2 separate regions of the Mus musculus genome follow, and region 2 is linked to region 1. Evidence: chromatin contacts called from public targeted proximity ligation data. All regions are on one chromosome and are shown on one strand. The core of a region is the stretch at or near the end of the contact, and the rest is flanking DNA. Distances in the headings are between cores, read along the strand shown.

Evidence for each region.
Region 2: a targeted proximity ligation map of embryonic fibroblasts shows a contact between it and region 1, with 10 read pairs. A contact is called at or near these places in 11 of 484 Hi-C or Micro-C datasets (bone marrow-derived macrophages, embryonic stem cells, liver and 5 more), 3 of 130 datasets of targeted methods (embryonic fibroblasts, embryonic stem cells and extraembryonic endoderm stem cells) and 2 of 9 other capture datasets (embryonic stem cells and pancreatic islet).

What each region holds. Positions count from the first base shown.
Region 1 is chr19:37,770,829-37,776,038 of GRCm38.p6, reverse strand. No RefSeq gene overlaps it. Among named protein-coding and RNA genes, the nearest start is that of Cyp26a1, 76 kb to the right of the region's middle.
Region 2 is chr19:37,882,841-37,888,185 of GRCm38.p6, reverse strand. No RefSeq gene overlaps it. Among named protein-coding and RNA genes, the nearest start is that of Gm52397, 100 kb to the left of the region's middle.

The sequences.
Region 1 (5,210 bases), core at 2,644-5,143:
AGGACTGTGTGGCATGGGGTGAGGTTAGAGGAGAATGTACAGAAGTTCTCCCCTTCCGTCGAGGGTTCCAGATCTTTCCAGGAAGTGAATTCAGGTTATCAGGCTTGTGCAGTAAGAACTTTAACCCACACATGTGTCTCTCTGGTCCCTTTCATTCACTTTTTATTGTTCCATTTTAAGAGTTACTTATGTATACTAGATATTAGACTCTTGTCAGATAGACTATTGGCAGACATTATCTCCCATTCTATGGGCTGCCTTTCTGTGTCAGTCCAAACTGGTCTTGAACTCATGTTTTTAACATGCCTCATGCTTCTCTTTCTTCCTTTCCTGCTTAATTTTTGGAGTCATAGCCAAACAACTGCTGCCAAGTATAAAATCACGGAGTATCACTCCTGTTTACCTAGCTTGCTTTATGTCTTTCATTCTTTTCATTGTTTTTGTTGAAGAATTTTGTGTAATGTGCTTTAATCATATTCATTTTCTTCCTCCAATGTCTCCCAGACCTACCCTCCTTCCCTAACCACCCAACCTCACATACCTGTTCTATGTTTTTAAATCTATTCAGACCAATTTGTGTCACTCATATAGTCTTGGATGTGTGGCCTTCCACAGGAGCATGGTTAGCTTATCAGGAACAATATTCTTACAGAAAACTGACTCTCCCTCTCCCAGCAGCTAACAGTTGTCAGGCGTTCCTTGGCAAAGGGTGGGACTCCTCTCCATATTGAGATTTGGCATAACCTGAGCTTGTATAGGTCTTGTGCATACATGACATAACTGCTGTGAGTTCATATGCACATCTGCCCTGCTGGGTACAGAGACACTGTTTCTTCATAGCCATCTAGCCCCTCTTCCAAAGAGATCCCTGGACCTTAGGGAAAGGGGTTGAGGTGTAGATGTTCCATTCTGAGCTAATCATTCAGTAGGCTCTTGTTCTCTGCTCCTTGGTCAGTTGTGGGTCTCTGTGTCAGCCACCATGTACTCAAAATAGAAGCTTCTCTGATGAGGACTGAAAGGGTTGTATTAATCCACAGGTATAATGATAAGCTACTAGGAGTCAGTTTAATACTATGTTCATTTAAGCTGGGCATGGTGATGCATGTCTTTAATCCCAGCCAGCACTCTCAAGGCAGAGGCAGCAGGATCTCTATGGGTTTGAGGCCAATCTGGCCCACATATCAAATTACAGGCAAGTAAAGGCTACCTGGTAAGACTCTATCTCAAAAGCAGACAAGCACAATGTTCACTTAGCAGAATAATAGCAGTAGACTCTCCCTGTGACCTATGGCTTACCTCCATGGGTTCTGGCTAGATTATGGTGCCACGTGAGCAGCATGACTTAAATCCAACCAGTAGTTGGCTACTCCCGTGATGCTCATGCCACTGTTGCATTTGTGAGCACATCCTTCCAGGCCAGTCACTGTGAACCCTATGGGGTACGATTAGTGCGTGATTATCCCCTCTGGTAGTGTGCACAGCACCTTGTAGCACTATGAAAGATATTATAGAGGAAGGTCAAAACGAGCTTGGTTTTCCCATGTTCTGTGACTCAAGAATATAGTTTCTTCAGCAAATATGGTCTAACAGTAAGCTCTATAGGGAGGCCAGTAGCATCAGCAATAGCCTGCAATGCTTGGGTTGGGGCTCTAGGATCCCACTGGACAGTAACTCCAAAAGAGGTAATCCATTCTTGACGATGAGTCTCTTATTTGGTAGCCTATAGTGTCTGGTAGGGCACTGTTACCCTGTTACAAAGTAACTCTATTTTAACTTTTTTGAAGTGTTCCTGTGTGTGTTAGGAAGTTTCCATGTGACTTTTTACAAGGTCTTTCTGTTCCACTACTTCCTTTTAATTCTTTATCCCAGTACATTCTAACTCCCCCCCCCCCTTTAAGGCTTCTTTTCTCTATAGTCCCTTATGATTTCCCTGACCTCGATGAGTATTCCAAATGAATATATATATCTGCATATTCAAAGCTAACATCCACAAATGAGAGAAAATATGCAACATTGGCTTTTCTCAGTTATGCCTTTTATTCTTATATTTCGGTATTTGATCCATTTTGTGTATAGCCTGAATCTTTTTAAATGTAGCTACCAGTTGTGCCAATACCACTTGTCCAAAACATGATTTTTCCCACAGAATGGTCTTGGCCATTTTGCCAAAAATGAATTGGCCAGAGGTGACTGGTTTATATCATGACTCTTATTGTAGTCTTGAAATTTATGAGCCCTCTTATCACATATTAAGGCCTGAATCATTAATGTGATGGTGTTTAATGGGATTTGGGGCAGTGATTAGTGATGGATTAGGCCATGAGCCCTTGTAATGGAATTTATCACTTTATTAAAAAAAAAAAAAAAAAAAAAAAAAAAAAAGCAGAGCCTCTTCAACCCCAGAGCCAGGTGACAAGCCTCCACCAGGAACAGCAGGAGGCAACACTTTGATCCTGGACTTCTAGTCTCAGAACTTTTAGAAATATGCTCCAGCGACCTACTTTATGCTATTCTCTCATGGCAGCTGAAGGTGACAAAAAGAACTCTCAGTTTTTTTTCTCATTCTGAAGCTATGCCCTTACCCCAAGAGCACACTGTTTTGGTCACGGTAGATTTCCAGCATGTTTTGAAGCTTAAACTGTTCATCTTCCAAATTGTCTCGACTATTCAGAGACCCTTGACATTTCACATACATTTTAGGATCCACTTTCCCAATTCTGGAAAGAAAGAAAGAAAAAAAAAAAGAAGTTGAAATCAAGGGTCTTGATAATGATGGTGCTGAAGTCAATGCTCTCCTGGGATGGAGCTACCACTTGGATAATATTTAGTCTTCTAACTCATAAAAAAAGGGTGTTTTTCCAGTTATTTAGTTTTTCTTTAATTTCTTTTAATGATATTTTATAGTTTACACTGTACAGGTCCAATAACTTTGGAATAAACTAATTCATACTCTTTTTTTTTTTTTACTTTAACTAAAGACAGGCAAAGCATGTTAATTTTATTAAATGAATCTCTCCATCTGTAAGCCCATGCACCTTCCCTTCGATTTGTAAAGATGCTGAGTTACAATAATGAATTCCCCATCATGGAATCATCTTTTATTCCTGGTATAGCCCTTATTTGGTCATGATGAATTGTGCTTTGCATACACTGCTGGGTAGAAGAGATCAAATAAAGGAGAAATGAAAGCACAGACTTGGTAAGTGATCAGCTGAGAAGGCTAAGGGATAAGGAAGGATGGCGTGCGTATCTCTGATTGGAATCACTAGACAGTCAATGATGGCACTCACTAAGACACAAAACACAGAAGGAGTGGACTTAGGGAAAAGACAAGGTCTACAAAATACCTAACACCTCTGGGACACACAAACGCATTGAAAGGATAAATAGAAGAGTTTAGTGCATTGGCCCAAGGTTAGTTGAAATCATAGTCCATGAACTGCATTACCTAAGACAGTGAGAACTGGACTGGGGTGCAGCAGACAGTATTGGCTATCTACTCAGTACCCATCATCCCCTGCTTCCTAATAAGATGACGATTTTGTTGGGAAAGCTATGCTTTAAAACAAACAAACAAACAAACAAAGCAAACTTTATTTCCCAGCCTTCTTTGCAGCTAAGGGTGGGCTGTCGTTTGATATGGTTCTGGCTAAACAGACAAAAGCAGCAGATACTGGGTGTAGCTTCCAGGAACGCGCTTTTTAAAAAAACACTACGTGAAGGGTCTAAGCCCCTCTCCCAGAGAAGTATACTGAAGTACAACCGGATTGCACAGGAACTCACTTTGGGGCAACGAAGTTTGCCTTGCTGGCCAACACATCTGAAAGGGATTTGGGAGAAAGAATCCATTTTCTACTTAACTCTTGGGTAAGGAACCTAATAAATGGGGTGACTAAACACCATCGGAATCCCAAGTTCTGAAGAAACACTCTTGCTTGCCAGACCTATCCCTATTCTGTGCCCTTAACTCTGAGCAGGAGACCCTTCTTTCTCTTGCTGTAATGGAGCAGGTGAAACAGGATTATGATATAGAGCATGGGCTCTATTTAACCAGAACAGACTTGGATTCAAGTCTCAGCTCTGTAAACTAACTCTGAGCCTCACCTTCCTCAACAGAGAAATGGAGATCATGATAGTCTCTGGCTTGTAGGGTCATTGAGGGAGGAAGAGTGAAGTAAACTAGCTCTTGTAAAATGAATGACACACTATTCAAATATCAGCTGCTATTCTTACTACATGTCAGTTCAAGAATAATGGAAAGATTATTGCATATATTTTTTAAAAATGAAGTGGTTTGGAAAGTCTTCGTTGGAATTACTCAAAGGGGCAGCATCCTTTGTGAATACCCAAGAAAGTGACTGTGGCACCTGCATAGGTATGGCAAATGCACAACCTGTAGGCTTCATGAAGCTGAGAAGAACTATGAAAGTGGCCAGACACTTTAAACATTGTAAGATTTTTTCTTTCCAATTCACTCTGTAACTCAATGGCACAGTTCTCCACCATACACTTTGTAGATGACATCATGGAACAGTGTTAAGAAGTTGGACACTCCCATGTGTAGAGTATCAGGAGGAGAGATCTAGAAGCTTTGTGTGACCCTCAATTGCAGACTAGCCTCTACTGAATGTCAAGAATATCAAGAGTAAAGTCAAACTCCGGAGAGTGGGTTGAGACAACACAGGGTTCTTAGACAAGGACAAATGTGCTCAGAACAGGCAGAGGCTGGGGGTCCTGACATCTCTGGGAGACAGATATACACATCATCCTTGGGAAATGAAATGACTGAGAGAAAATGGATTCTCCCTCAGAGTTCCAAAGTTGATATCCTTTGAAGCACGCCATGACCAGCTCCCTCCACAGGCCAGGTATGTGTGGTACAGGGCCCTGACTATGAATGAAACTAACAGTGACAGACTTGGGTGGGGTGGTTATGTCACATGAGGAGAGGAAATGCCTGAACACAGGATGTCGTGGAGAACATCAGAGCCCTGTCCAGACCCTCTCAGGTCTCTGCCTCATTTCCCAGCATAATGGCTCCCCATTCACAGACGTACTTACAGTTTTGAGTGGCAGGTTTCCCTCAGATTCTCAGTGTCTCCTCTTCTGGGTTCCAGGCACACCAGGTTTCACTAGGAATTTATGTTTTCTTAGGCCAGTCCTTAAGCAATGACGGTTGTCCCTGATCAAGACAACGTAAGCTATGACCT
Region 2 (5,345 bases), core at 31-2,530, 110 kb before region 1:
GATATGAATTTAATAACCGTAACAGCTCAGACTGGAGAGATGGCTCAGTGGTTAAGCACACGTATTATTCTTCCAGAGGACCTGAGTTGCGTTCCCAGCCCCCACATTATCTGACTCATGACCACGTGTGACTCCAGCTGCAGGAACATCTGATATCTCTGGGATCTTGGGCACCAGCAGAGTGCCTAGACCCACACAGAGACGTGTACATGTAATTAAAAATAACAAAGCAACCGTTTAAATAATGGTTACAGCTCACCTGGGCAGTCCTGGGGACACTGATCCATGTAAAAATGAACTTACAAGTAACTAATGGGGTTGCTAAGCACCCCATTAAAAATCTACATCAATCTTCAATTAGAATATATTTCGGAAGAACTAAATGTGGTGGTCTATGCCTTTAACCCAATTCGAGGCAAGGCAGCGGATCTTTGTGAGTTTGAGACCAACCTGGTCTACGTTACAATTTCCAGACCAGACAGGGCTATACAGTGAGACCCTGTCTCAAAATGAAACAAAACAAAAAACAAAGAATATACTCCAGGAACATACTGCATACCTCTCCTGTGGATTTGTACACACACACACACACACACACACACACACACACACACACACACACACACAGTGTTTCCAAACCAAATGTAATACATAATGGGTGCACAGGGGTCAAAAAAAAATCTCTGTAGTCAGAGGTCAAGGATGTTGCCCAATTGTTGAATGTGTGTGTCCTTGACAAGTGTGAAGTCCTAGTTTCACACCGCACCCCGAAACATAAACGAATGATTTAATTTTAAAAATCTGTACCCCCAACACTTTGATCAGTTCTCAGGTCCCTGCCATTGGGGAAGCAGATAGCTGAGACACAATGTGATCCTGGGTACAAATGCACTGCCACACCAGCGGAAGAAGAAAAAGACGCAGCAAGGTAAAGTGTAGCATAAACGGCCAAGAGTTAGGGCAAAGCAGAGAGTTGGGCGTCAGATCTTGGTCTTATTAAACTTTTTTAAACCCAATAAATATATTTATTGATATCGCGATCATTTTTGTTACTTCCGCAGGAGAACAGAAATCAGTTAAGGGTGGCTCTGGAAACACAGCCTAATGCTTTCCAAAGGAAAATATTCCATTGTAGAACGGGCCAGAATCTTGGGAAGACATAGACGTGTATTTCAAATACTGTCCACAAGATGGCAGCAGCATCCTCAGGTTCCCAGTTGGCACAAAAGGCATTCCATTCAGTCTGCATTCCCCGGAACCCCACCCAAGACAGGCATCTCTGGGACATATTTTAAGTGGAAGGTGACCAGCACCACCGCATCTAAAGGATGCCCTTTCTTCTGGAATGCTCTGGAAGTTTACGACTAGACAGACAAAAATGCTCCGGTCTTGAGAAAAAACGGGAAACCACCCATTCATTCAAGTATTCACTCGTGAAGGAACCTGGGATCCTGCTGAATCCTACGCTTCCTGCAGAGAGGTGCAGCAGGTCTCTGTTTCCGTGGCCTCGCAGTCAGTTTACACACAGTCTACCAAACCAGAAGGGTCTTCCATCCAGTTAAAAATCACCGTCCTGCAGACTGCAACTGCTGCGGAGCACAATGAAGGCTAGAACCCTACCCCAGGATGGGATGCCCACAAGGACTCTGCTCTCTAAGCTGCCCAGAACAGTAGAGTTCAAAGGGAGAGAACTCGTGGAGTTAAATCAAGACTGTGGGTTTGCCCACCTGTAAAACGACTTAAGTTCTTCTTTCTTTCTTTCTTTCTTTCTTTCTTTCTTTCTTTCTTTCTTTCTTTCTTTCTCTCTCTCTCTCTCTCTCTCTCTCTCTCTCTCTCTCTCTCTCTCTCTCTCTCCCTCCCTCCCTCCCTCCCTCCCTCCCTCCCTCCCTCCCTCCCTCCCTCCCTCCCTCTCTCTCTCTCTCTCTCTCTCTTTCTTTCTTTCTTTCTTTCTTTCTTTTTTCTATAGCCTGTTTGAAGTTAAAAATCTGGGCCGGCTAATGGAAGTTGCCACCTGGAATGTCTGGGGCAGTAGTGCAAGGTTACATTCCAGGCTCCTAGCAGAAAAATGTCAGCAATTTGCCTTTTGTCAACTGCAAATTAAAGTAATTTCCACGCAGAAGGTTTCTCCTGCTGGCAGTGAGCACCCAAAACACTAGGGCAAGCCGTGACCTGTCTCCCGTCCCCAGGGCCACCACACCTGAAGTTGGATGCACCTTGGAGCTGCAAAGAATGGCTGTCTTCCCTCTGAAATGCCCAACCAGATGGGCGCTAGTGGGGTACAGAGGGAAGTGCATCTTCTCAGTCCCTCTTAGTCCCTAGACGTTCTCGTAGAGTTGGGGAGGGCACTCAAAGGCTCTATAGAGAGGTGAGTCTGTGTACACTGTCATACCTGGCCTGTGATGAAAGTGTTGGACAGACTGGTGCTGATGTAGACACAGCATCTTTGGTGAAAGAGACACTACAGTCAGCATAGATGAGGGATCTTTGGAGCAAAAGAAAAGAGTGGGGTTCGAACCTCATTTGTCAACCTCCTGGCTTCCCCTGGGCCCCATACAGGCACCAATTACAGAGGTGAATAGTGAAACTTGTCCTCACACAGACTTAACTCTGAGCTTAGAGGCTGGAAACCACATTGGCTCTGCGATTGCCATGCTCCAGGGAGGGAAGCCAGTCCCTAGTGTTCAGATGAACTGCAAATGAATGGTCAGTGTCTTCACAGGCAGCCAGCATGCTTAGCTGGCCAATCACCTCCCTAAAAATTCTAACGCACACATACATGCACACATGCACTCATGCATGCACGCATGCACACACCATTCTGTGCCCAATGCCAGCCTGACTGGGGACCTCTAAGGTTCTGGAATCAATCCTGCACTTCTGCACACAGGTCGCTTTGATCAGAGTCCCACACTTCACGACCAGCACTGGGACTCCATCATCTGTCTTAACCTGTGACCTGTCTGAGTCTCCTTTTCCTAGTCTATCAGGTCAGATGACCTGAGATGTCTTTCAGCTGAGACACCTCTCAGAGCTACAGTTCATGATCCATGTACTTCACACTGGAGTGGAGGGTAGGGGTGGGGTTCAGGTTTTTACAATCTTTGCCCCTCCCCTTTTCCCATGCACACAGTGAGAGCTTTGTAGATAAGGAGAACAAGATTTAGAGATAAGAATCCAGGATTTCTCCAGGGGCTCACAAATTGAAAGCCATCCGTAGAAACCAAGCGGAACGGCACTTTTGAGCCTTTCAGGGTTAATGAACAAAATACTCAAAATTGAGCAGCTTATAAGCAACAGAAATTTGTATCTCACAGTTCTGGGAGCTGGGAAATCCCAAGTTGTGGGGAGGGAGTGTTTCTCTGTGTCTGGTGAGAGTTTGTTGATAGAGTGTTTGAGCAAAACTTCAGGAGTCCCAAGGACTCAGCTCTGTTCTGTTCCAATTCCCATCTATCAATTAAAGGGATTGGAGATGTCAAAAAGCAGAGAAAGGAGACTTGATCAATGTATCAGAGAGAAACAGACAAGAAACAGATAGAGGGTACAGTGACCCCACACCTATCTTTTGGATATCAACATGAGATTGAGGTTTAAATGGTACAATCCTGGTGAGGGTCAAATAACATGGGAAATTAAGCAGCCCTGGTCAGAGTGTGGTCTGGTGGGTCACTGGCATCTCTGCTCCTGCAAGGTGGTCTGAGGCAGCCCTCATTGATTGACAGATCCCTGTCCTTCTTTGGGAGATGATTAGACCTGCTCCAAAGCCCAGCCTTGCTTTCAAAGATAATCACCCTCATCCGGGGCAGTGTGTCCTGCAAGCCTCTGCTGTTTCTGGAATCTAAGGGGATTGCAGGGTTAGGATTTGGACTGGAGACCTTCAGGCACCTTTTTGAGGTCTGGAACAGGACATTGTAAGATTCCTCTGTTACTCTTATCTTTGAGCTTTCAACCTGGAGGGGAGCTCAGATAGGCTAGGTATCACCGGTTCCTAGATAGATGCTCTGTGAGTGATTAGCGTGCGGATGTGCAGAGGTAAGCAGGGCAGAGGTGACCCAGGGCAGAGGAGTCAGATGGAAATGAAGGCAAAGCTGGTTTGACTTCATCCTGCTTTCTGTTACCTTGTGGGCCTCACTGGGGGGGGGGGGGTCAGAGTCTTTCTGCAAACGTGACTTCTGAGTAAGCACCCTTACAAATCAGCTTCCTGGTTCAAAGGCTGCATTTTCCTACTATGGGGCACTAACCGCATTCATGAGGGGAAGAGCCCCTCCCCCTCGGGCCTTACTTGCAGATACCCTTGTGTCAGGGGTTGGGTTTCCCCTGTAGATTTTGGGGGACATGAGCATTCAGTAGATAACACCAACTATCAACACTCCAGTGTTTCTCAACCTCCCCTAAAATGAGCCATTTGTAAAGGCTTCCTCTCTGTCCTACACAGCTCTTCCATCTGAAGCCCTCGTCACCTTCCATGCCTTTGCTTCTAGAAAACTTCAGAACCTAACTAATATCGATATCCCCTGGCCCCTTGACCTCTGGCCCTCTAAGTTTCTGTAATTTTTAATCCCCCCCCCCAGCCCAGACACCACTCACGTCCTATGAAGTAACTCTACCTCCAAGACTTAGAACACCAAGCCCGTAACTCTCTATCACCCTAGTCCTGACCCACCGGCTTATCACATGTATTATGACCTCCAGTTGTTCTTCTCAACCTAACCAACCTGAGCTCCAGAGGGTGTTGGATCCCCTGGAACTAGAGTTACAGCAGATGGTTGAGAGTCTCCGTGTGGGTGCTGGGAATGAAACCTGCATCTTCCCGAAGAGCAGCCAAGTGCTCTCAACTACTGAGCCATCTCATCAGTCCTGCCCTTCCTATTTCCTCCCCTCCGTTTCTTTTTTGAGACAAGGTCTCATCATATAGCCCTAGCTAGCCTGAGACTTTCTATGTAGGCCAGCCTGGCCTCAAACTCACGGAGATCCTCCTGTCTCTGCCTCCTAGTGCTGGGACTAAAGGTGTGTACTACCATACCCAGGTTGGCTTGGGTTTCTTTTAAGACAAGGTCTCACTATGCAGCCCAGACTAGCCTCAAATTCACTGTATAGCCCAAGTTTAGCCTCAGGTTTCAGGCAATCCTACTGCCTTAGCCTGCTGAGTCCTAGGGTTAAAAGTATACTTTAAGTCCTGACTTCCCAGAAATCTAGTGGCCTTCTCTTCCTAGTTACCTAAACAAGGTAGAAGAAATGGCCTCCAGAGGGACCAAGGAGAATGGGAAAGGCCGGCCTTGCTGGGTTTCCCCTTCCATGTGCTCTGTTCCCTTACATCATGTCCTTCCTCCCTCTCTTCCTCCTCCCTC